Linked DNA regions of Mus musculus: region 1 is linked to region 2. Evidence: chromatin contacts called from public HiChIP or PLAC-seq data. All regions are on one chromosome and are shown on one strand. The core of a region is the stretch at or near the end of the contact, and the rest is flanking DNA. Distances in the headings are between cores, read along the strand shown. Region 1 overlaps Scg5 (secretogranin V). Region 2 overlaps Fmn1 (formin 1).

Region 1 (5,266 bases), core at 1,870-4,369, 320 kb before region 2:
ACCAATGCCTGTGCTTTCTGCTACATTAGAATAAAAGCTCCTTCTCTTTGGGGGATTTTTTTGATGTGGATCTGCAAGAAACATTACAATTAAAATGTATATGTCAAGTATAATAAAAACACGGATATGAAATACTCAGATTTCTTGCAGTTTTGGGTTATGCTGTTTGGGCCAAGTCTGTAAAACGCTAGCATTTGATTTTGATTATGTAGTGTATCTAGCCCTTGGGCCTTGTTACACACCAATAAAGAAGTTTGTACTCAAGCAGAGGGGGTGACACATCTCACTCTGCTGCTTCTTAATAAATGTATGTGCGAGCATTGGCTTGGGAAGTTTTTATATAACAGTATAAAATCAATTTCTTTGCTTAATAGAGCTAGGTGGCTTGCAGAAGTATCTCATTTTAGTGCTAATACTATGAAGTCAATGGGGAAGGTGTAATCTCATTTCACATATGTTAGAACTGAGAATATTCAACACATGATGGGAATAATCATCAAAACCCAGAACGGAAACAACCCCTCCCAGGTGTGTGTGTGTGTGCATGTGTGTGTGTGTGTGTGCATGTGTGTGTATGTGTGTGTGTGTGTGCATGTGTGTGTGAAATGCTACAAATTTTAAAGGACTTAAGAGAAATATGAACCAAATGAAATATGTGTAGGTTTTTCTTTGTTTTCTGATTCAAGATATATATATATATATATATATTCAATCTGACAAGTGTGAGTAGTGGCTGAACATTTGGTGCAATTTTGTTGCTGCAAAGTTTTATGGCAATCGTTGAAAGAGTTCTTGTGTCTTAGAAATGTCTGATGAACTTTGTGCAGGTGGTATTTAGATTTGCTTTAAAACAATCCATTAATAGTGGTAGGAAAGGATAGGGAGGGACCTTGGGATTTCGATGAATCTGATTAGTCGTATTGATAGATATTGAAGCTGGGTTCCATGGAGACGAGGACTTCCTGTGCTTCTACCTCTCTGCTTGAATGTGCTTGAAATGTTTCTATACTAGCAACCGAGGTGAGGCTCAGCAGTAAGATCAACTTATGGTAAGCACTGGTCTGGAAATGTAGCAAATAAGGTAGAAATCTTTATGCATAGAGATATGAAGAATTAATGTAGAATATTTCCCTTGGCCATTGTAGAAGAATGTGCCACTGGGCTTTATGGGGAGAAAATTTGTTTGGGGATGGGATGAGTTGGGTAGAGGGGAGAGACAAAAGTGTCTGGGAGGAAAAGAGATTTTTATAGAAGAGTAAGGAAACTTAGAGAGGACTCCAGTAGACTAATAGACTTGAAAGGGAAGTCCTCTTCCAGGTGGGGCCTAGACCACATCTACAGCAGAGGCATTCATTGGTTTTCCTTGGCTGAGCAGGGTCATTACCACCCATCAGTCTTTCCATAGTGCTACAGCCAAGGATCTTTGAAGTCAGGAAGGTGATTGTAGTCAGCCCAAGGACATTTGGGGGAACAAAAGAAGAACATGCTTGGCACAGTAGGCAGAAGTGAAGCATATGGTGCAGGAACTGTCAGCATTGCCCTGGCTGAACTCTGACTCCAGTGGTACCAGCCCACTGGAGGTCCCTGGATGTAATTAATCAGCATCATCAAGCCCTAGCCCCAGAGGATGGTACAATGGGGCAACTCTAGAAGAGAATTTCCTCTGTGATTGCTACTGGAATGTGGGGAAATAGAGAATTGTTCAATGTTATCTGTTATATGTATTGTCACTGAGGCTACTCTTAACTCCTGCCCCATGATTCATTAGGCTGAGTCTTCAAGAAATAAGTATTCAAAATATAATTGCCACTACAATACTGAATGTTCCAGAATACCTAGTATTCCTAAAAGGATCAATTCTGAGCTTGAAGCATTTCTACCAGGGAACCAAGGTTTTATTAGCTTTGGGAAGCTATCTGGAGGTGATATGATCTTGGAAAACTGGAGTAATGTTCCATCCCACCATGACTGCCACACAAGTTGCAGCATGACCAGACACCCCACATCTCCTGACCACCCTGGAACAAGAGCTGTACTCCTTCAGTAAGCCTACATGTGCTACTGAGCTCAGCTAGCGCTGGCTTAGGATCTGAGGAACGGGTATCTCCAGGCATCTGCTACACAACACAAAACAAGTCACTAAGGTGCCAGGAGCACACAGGGACCACGAAGCCAGAAAAGGTGGGGTGGGGGGAACTGGGAGAGAGAGTGCAGGAGGTGGGTAATCAGAAAATTCTAATAAGATAGTGAGTTCTGGAAACAGTCCTCCCAGGAGAAAGGTAAGTGTTGACTGACAGGAGGTAAGTATGGAGTGACATGGTTAATCATTAACCCCATGGCTTGGATGGTGGGGAGGCTGGTGAGATTGTGCAGCCGAGTAAGAGGAAGGAGAGTAGTGGACGTGAGTTTATTGATAAGGTTTATTGTTTCTGGGGTCTCTTCATACAGCAGCATAGAGAATACTGTCCACATGTAGTGTACATCTGGGGGGACTCTAGTAAAAGATGTGAGGAATGCAGCAGCGACTACTTAGACAGGAGTCTGAATGACTTACTTTCATTCTCAGGGAGGAAAATTTGAGGTGTCTACCACTAAGCCAATTATATGTTTGAAAAATTATTAAAGATATAAAAAAGAACCAGAATGCATTTCAAACATTTAGTGCACGGAACATTCCTATGGGTTGCTGCTACTTCATGAGGAACTGCTGCTCCATCCACTGGGTCAGCTTTCCTCCCACTGACTCCTGACAGCAGCACTGGAGAGCGGCTGGCTAGCACAGATTCTATTCTGAGATCTCAGAAGGTCAACTTGGTTGTGTTACTTTTGTAATAGTGATGTGATTATAAGACTCCAGACATTGAGCCTTTCCCTACTTCTTTTTTTTTAAAAGACTTATTTTTTTATTATATGTAAGTACACATATAATATTATATAATTATATGGGATTACATCTGTAATCCCATGAGGTCAATCTGGGCTACAGAATGAGACCCAATCACAAAAAACAAAAGAGACAGAGAAGCAGGTTGACTAGGAGGAGAGTGGTAACCTACTCACAGGATATACATCAGAAAAGAGAGCAGAATGCTTATGATGGTTTAGACAAATGCCTTTGTTAAAAGCTCAGTTCCTGTGTGTAGTGTTACTGGGAAGTGACTCAGTCTTTAATAGGCAAAGGCCTCTTTAAAAGTACTCATGGGAAAGTTTCAAATCATTGAGGATATGCCCTCAAGGAAACTCTCCATCCCCTCTCTTCTGCTTCTTGGTCATGCTCTGCCACACACTCCCATCATGACATGCTGCTCACAGCAAAGGAATGGGTATAACCAGTCAATGGGTAAAGTGTCTAAACAGTGAATCTTTTCTCTTTATAACTTATTTCTTCAAGTATTCCTTACAATGATAAAAAGCCAGGTGCAAAATTATGAGAGGAACAAGGGTATGTGTCCTAAACCAATAGGGTGGAGAGTCTGGTGAGGGGGGAAACCTGGTCTATGAGAAGAAGGGGAGGGTTTTCTTGAGATCAGGGGTTTAAAAAATCATTGTCTCACTTGTAGATCAGTGTTCAAGCCATTTTTGTCTTTTCTCTGTCAGCATCCTTTTCTGCATAATAATATGTTAAAAATCACTACATTTTCACTAGTGCCTTAAACTCTGAGCACCCAGTACTCTCTGCTGTGCAGCACTCGCTCACTTACTGTCTTTGCCTCAGTCAACAGTTAGAGCTCCCTGAGGCCATCGACTCCATCTTGTCCTTCCTTTTAAGCCTGAGATCTTCCAGAAAGCCTTCTGAAAGCATACCTGGGTGCCAAATGAATGAATGTTAAGGAACATTTTGAAAAAAAACATATAAAACTTTCCTCATCTTAGCATATGTATAAAGAAGGATGGGCTCCATAGCTCAGTGGATAAAATGCTTGCACAGCAGCATAAAACCATAGGTTTAATTCCCAAGGCCATGGTTAAAAGGCCAAGAACAGTGACGTGCTTGCAATTCCAGGACCATAAAGGTGAATATATACAGTTCCCTGGGGCTTGTGGGCCAGCCAGCTGAGAAGAATTGGTCAGTAGGTGACCCTTGTCTCAAAACCAGAACCAAACCAAACAAACACATGAAAACTGAGGTCTGGATTAGAGAGATACCTCACTCACTCAGTGAGCAAGTGCTGCACAAACCCGGAGACCTGAGTTCAGGTTCTCAGCTCCGATGGAAAAGCAGATGTTGGGAGACTCTGTAACCCCAGGCTAGACCAGTGCCACTTTAATCCCTGACCCTTATTTTCTAGCCACTTTAGCCAGTCAGTAAGCTCTGGGACCATTGAGAGCCCCTGCCTCAGAAAATGAGGGGTAGAGAAAGACAACAACCTTCAGCCTCACACATAGCAGCACACATGTACACACACATATGAACACATATACATGTATACACCACACATGCACACATGTATTCACATGTGCATCTTTATACACAGGAACACACACACACCACACACACCACAAAAAGATATAGGGGTGCTATGACCTTTAAGATATTCAGCATGATTCTCAGGCTTTTCTGGGAGTGGCCCAACAGATGCAAAGGTTTTTTTTTTTTTTTCAAAGTCACTGTCCTATGATAACATATCTAAGCTAGAAGTGCAGAAGTCCATCTACACTCCTCCATTTGCCGCATTTGAAGGATAGCTGAGCATCAGTGTATGGTGAGTAGGGTAACGATCCTGCTCTTCATGATAGCCGTTCTGAGGCAAGCATTGGATTCCACTGTGGATCTTCATCTTTTGTTGGTTCTTTCCTTGCCACAACATTTTACGTATTCATTAAGTAGTCGTTATCAAGGATATATTCTGGGTGCCCTTATACACTGAGCCCTGTTCTGGGACAGGGAGGTTGTCCTAGTTTGATTTCTGTTGCACTATGACCAACAACAAACGGGGGAGAAAGGGGATTATTTGGCTTATGCTTCCAGGTCAGGGATGATCAGTGAGGAAAGCTGAGTGGGAACTAGAGGGAAAACCATGGAGGGATGCTACTTTCCTGAGCATCTCAGCTAGGCTTCTTGTATAATCCAGGCCCACTTACCCAGGGTGCTGCCTACCCTGGTCTGGGCCAATCACCAATCAAAACTACCTCCCACAGACATGGTCACTGTCTAATCTGATCTGAGCATTTCCTCGTTCAAGGTTTCTTCTTCCCAGGTGGCTCTAAGTTGTACCAAATTGACACTAAAAACCAACCAGTGCAGAATCTTCTACAAAAATGCATA
Region 2 (4,731 bases), core at 704-3,203:
TAGTAGCCTTAGATGGCATGAAATTTACAAAATAGAGCAGGCTGGCCTTAAACAGCCTCAGCCTTCCAAGTGCTATAAAACTCTTACAATCTTAAAATTGGTGTATAAGGAAAATTCTTAAGGGGCTGCAGATTTTGATAACAAATATTTTACAATATCTACGTTTCTGTTTGATGTTATTCGCATGCGACTGGACAGACCTTTGAATTTTGCCCCAAACCGTTGGAAGTCCTCGGGTTCTTTATAAAGGAGGATTCTCTGGATTATTTCTGGACACTTCTCCAGCAGCCTAGAGGCTTCGCGTCTTCTGTTCCCTTTGCCTGTATCCCCATGGCGAACCTCTCATGTCCCTCTGTTCAGGTGCTTGCTCTAGCTACCCCATGTGTCTCCCTAAAAGAACCACTGGTGTGTATGGGAGGGGGTTGTAAATCTCGCTGCATTTCCCCCTGTTCTTCTGTCGTATGGGTCTATATCAGAAAGTCACACCTAACTTTTACTAAAGTGGCTTAAAGCCCTTCATTGACTTTAGCTTAACTTTATTAAAAATGGACAAATGAGGTAATACTCCAGTTCTTCTCTTGCAAGCCTCCCAGAGGCAACGCTCGCCCTGTAGATACAGACACTAAATGGTTCTCTGGGTCCATCACAGTAGGACATGGTCTTTTATGGTGGAAATCCCTATATCCCACTCTCAGTAGGGCCTCCAGAGCTGATCTTAGCTTGAGGAAGAAGGAAGGAGGAGTGGAGAAACTGGTCCGGAATCTTGACTGAGGCCACAAGTAGGAACTCTTGGATGGACTGGGGACTAAGGTTGGAGAAGGTACTCTAGAGAGCTGGCTGTGTCCTCTGTCACCTTAGGCTCTGGTTAAAACCACTGTGAACCAGGCAGGAAGGCACAGTGAAAGGAGTTTAGCCATGCCCTGGGGTAAGATAAACAAGACTGACATTTCTGTAAAATGATCTGCTTGCTCTGCCATACAGCACTGGCTCATTAGCTGTCAGCTTATTCATGTATATTCCCATTCCTAGATAAGACCCAATAACAGCAACCCCTACTTTCAACAAGGTCTCAGGCGATTTGGGAGAAGCACTTTTCAGACAGTAGCCCAACAGTATTCTCCAAACTGTGCATGTACCCCGGTTTTGTTTTATTTTGTTTTGTTTCTAAAAAAAAAAAAAATAACATACTCTTTACACATAAGTAAAGTGACACCTAAAACATTTGTAACTTGATACTGTGGTAAACTTAAGTTATGAAGAATTTATGAATACTGATATCTTAAAGCAACTCTGGCACATTTAAATGGAGTCAAAGGTATCTAACAAACATCTTGATTTATGGCACCCAGCACCATCTGTTTTTTAAAAGTATGAACAAATTCTGCTTTAATGCTCAGAACTTTTTTATGGTTTCTTTTATCTCTTAAAACATCTCAGAGCCAGGCAGTGGTGTTGTATGCCAGAGTCCCACTACTTGGGAAGCCGAAGGCAGGTGGATCTCTCTGTGAGTTTGAGGCCAGCCTGGTCTACAGAGTGAGTTCCAGGACAGTCAGGGCTATACACAAAGAAACCCTGTCTTGAAAAGCCAAAAAAAAAAAAAAAAAAAAATCAGTTTCCCACAAAACTTATCCAATAATACAGTTTTCCAACTGAATGCCTTGTATTGATCACCATTTCATAATTTCTATGGGATAGAAATATAAAAATATGTTATAAAAGAACATTCTAACTATCAGAAGAATGTTAGCTATGAGTTTACTTCTGGGTAAGTTATTCATCTTATTGGAATGGGTAGGATGAGTTGTTAGTTAAGTATTTCAATAAACTGTGAACAAGTTTCCAGAAAGAAATTTTACTGTCAATTTGAACCTTCTGCAAAGCTGACTAACTCAAGAGGACTTCAATGACTGAGTGCAGGGTGGACTGCCGGATGTTCAGAAACTCATTACAATTTATCTTGGGTTACCTTTAGCCCCCTAAACAGCCCATATCCCTGCCCACCGCTGTGTGCAATGGATCATCCTATGACTAATAGATAAAAACCTTTTGGAATGTATTAAGAAAACTCTACTTTCTATCAACCAAAAAGCTAAGAATATAGTGAGATAGCATCTGAGGCCTACAGAGGAGTTTTTAACCCATCCACTTAATGTCTCCATCAACGTGTTTAAAACGTGCCTTGATTTACAACTTCTTCTTCTTTATTTTTTTTCTATTACTATAAAAATTTCATCAAACTGTTAGCATGTTGGAACATGGAACATGGAATTTGAAGAAACTAAACTGGTGTCCCAGGACACTGTCACTCATGGCTCCAGAATAATAAATCCCATAAGATGTAAGAGTTGTGGGTTTGGGGGGAGTTTTTTGTTTTGTTTTGTTTTGTTTTGTTTTGTTTTGTTTTGTTTTTGGCATGGACAAGGGTATCTCAGCTATCACTACTAAAGGCAGCGGAGCATGTGTGATAGAAACTGCTGTAAGTTGTCTCCCCTGGACCCCAGAAAGGGCATGCTATGTCCCTTGGTTTAAGAACTCTCCATCTCTTGATTACTCAAATGTCTGTGCATCTTAATAAAAAGGGTCCCAAGACTATTCTTAACTGAAAACTGGACACCTGAAAAGAGGGCTGAAGGACAAAGTGCTCAACAAGTGGCGAAAAGCTTAACTAAAACTCCAATAACCAAACAGCTGTCATAGGCAGTGTCTGATGGGGATTCAGAAGACGTCATGAGATGGCAGGAGAGTCAAGGAAGCAGAGCCAAAACTGAGAGAAACGTGAGTAGAGTCTGAAAGATGAAGCTAAGATAAAAACATTCGCTGAGTCTGAAAGTACAGAATAATTTAGTTGGCATTGGTTGGTCACAGAGACCTTAGTACAATGGCAGAATGTTATCTAATTGGATTGTGGCAATATGATAATTATTTTTTAATTAAAAAGAAAATAAGTTATTAAGAAAATAGTTCCTAGAGTTGGTTTGTTTTTGGAAAGCCTGTATTATACAAGCTCATTACTAATGTAATAGCCTGGCACTGAAGATATATTTCATCAAATAATCAAATAATTCATAAACAAAGTAAAGAGTACACATACACACACACACATCACTTTAAAGATCCATGTTCTTCCCCGAATGACCAAGATAGTAAATGTTTTAAGTTCAAATAATCTTATTTTATTCTTCTGGTATACCAGGCAATAGGCTTAATAAGAAGAAAAAAAAGAAAAAGATGAGCCATCACCTAAAAGTGAAACCAGGGGGCCTACTGATTTAAGCTATCTCATTTCCATTATCACACCTCATCACAAGTAATGAAGATTCATGATTCATTTATTTATCTGTTCAGAAGACAATGAAAGTCACTGACTGCCCCATTATCTTCCCTCTAGACCACACAGGGCACTCCAAGCAAGATCCCGACTCATTCCACCCCTCCGTATGTCCCTCCAACACTAACACTCTTCCTTAGTACCCTTAGGGGGCTCTCACAAAACCCGTATTGGTTGTTATTTCTCTGCATAAAATCGCTCAAGCTTCCACAAATGTCTATAAGTAAGTCCTCAACATGGCACACCACACATTCCTTTTCCTCCAAAGACCAGGCCCCCCTGCCACGGACTGGGCCTAATCGGCCCCCCTCAACCCGTGGAAAGCGCCCAGGTTTTCGGGGCCTGTCGCACTTGTCACTACTGGAGTGGATGTAGCAACCCCCAAACTACACGTGGCACACCATACTGTTTACCCCTCAGGGTGGCCTACAACTTGGGGTCCTCCTGCTTCAGCCTCTAGAGTACCTGAGAATATAAGCCTATGCTGCCAGGCCCAGCTTGCTTATGTATTCATTTATAACAACCACAAGGAACTGCTGTCTCTCTGTTTGCTCTTTCTCAGCTTCATCCCTCTTACCCAGACTACCATTTTCCAAGCTGACTTGTGAGGTTTCTTCTCAATTCTCCATGTAGGACACATTCAACCACATGCCATACATATCTTCTACCTTCTATTCATTCTTTGTATACATTTCACATTTTTCCCATTCTCCATTCTCCAACCTATCCACTTGGACTCTGGTGAAAAATAAAACTAAAAACTAAAAATAAAATCATAAGCCTCTTCCGAGTAACAATCCTGCTGTGTTTCTCTTTACATTCCAAGCAGCTATCACATTTACCTGTGCATAGCAGATTCTCAGTGAATTTTTGCTAAATGAATGGATGTATTATTAAATGCATTTGCAAATTTAATACCAGCACCAATGAAGTAGATACTTATAACATGTTAGTGTCACTAAATAGGAGTGAGATATAATCTCAGACTCTGATGTCCCAGCCATTTGCAAGTTCTAGGATTACATCATGAGATAGAATGTGTTCTCACAAACTCAAGGAAAATCCCCTAGGAGTTACCCTAGCCATGCCAATGGAGCTCAAAACACAATGGCAGTTCTTTATCTGAATTCACTTCTACTTATCTTGAATACTGGTGTACTGAAGGAGCCCTAATGCTACTGGGGGAAAAAAAAAAGAACACAGAATGCAGATCTGAAAAATCATTCATTTGTTTCTGTTTTTAACAAATTTAGTGCTCTTACATGGACCTTGTATTCTCTGTTACTTAATATACAGAAAAATGTCCGAATACTTTCCTTTATCTTGAAGTCACAAGGATATTTTTGGTGAAGACTTCATTATTGAAGATGCCAGAGTTTCGGGGAAGAGGAATATACAATGCA

What was found. HiChIP or PLAC-seq counts read pairs in DNA pulled down with a chosen protein or histone mark.
Region 1: a contact with region 2 is called in a CTCF HiChIP or PLAC-seq map of the NIH/3T3 cell line, with 7 read pairs. The contact joins two enhancer-like sites. A contact is called at or near these places in 1 of 39 promoter capture datasets (cranial neural crest), 1 of 15 datasets of contacts at CTCF or cohesin (the NIH/3T3 cell line) and 2 of 115 datasets of contacts at active chromatin or transcription factors (the NIH/3T3 cell line and embryonic fibroblasts).

The regions. Positions count from the first base shown.
Region 1 is chr2:113,771,419-113,776,684 of GRCm38.p6, reverse strand. Scg5 (secretogranin V) reads left to right here. Exons shown (of 6, transcript NM_009162.3): 6 at 1-372. Among named protein-coding and RNA genes, the nearest start is that of Gm46756, 13 kb to the right of the region's middle. Within about 2 kb of position 3,119, at least 14 of the 459 cell types and tissues checked have an H3K27ac peak or open chromatin away from gene starts, as enhancers often do. A contact at or near this core is called in the NIH/3T3 cell line, where this site is marked.
Region 2 is chr2:113,454,038-113,458,768 of GRCm38.p6, reverse strand. The region is part of intron 4 of Fmn1 (formin 1); the gene reads right to left. Among named protein-coding and RNA genes, the nearest start is that of Gm13963, 65 kb to the right of the region's middle. Within about 2 kb of position 1,953, at least 34 of the 459 cell types and tissues checked have an H3K27ac peak or open chromatin away from gene starts, as enhancers often do. A contact at or near this core is called in the NIH/3T3 cell line, where this site is marked.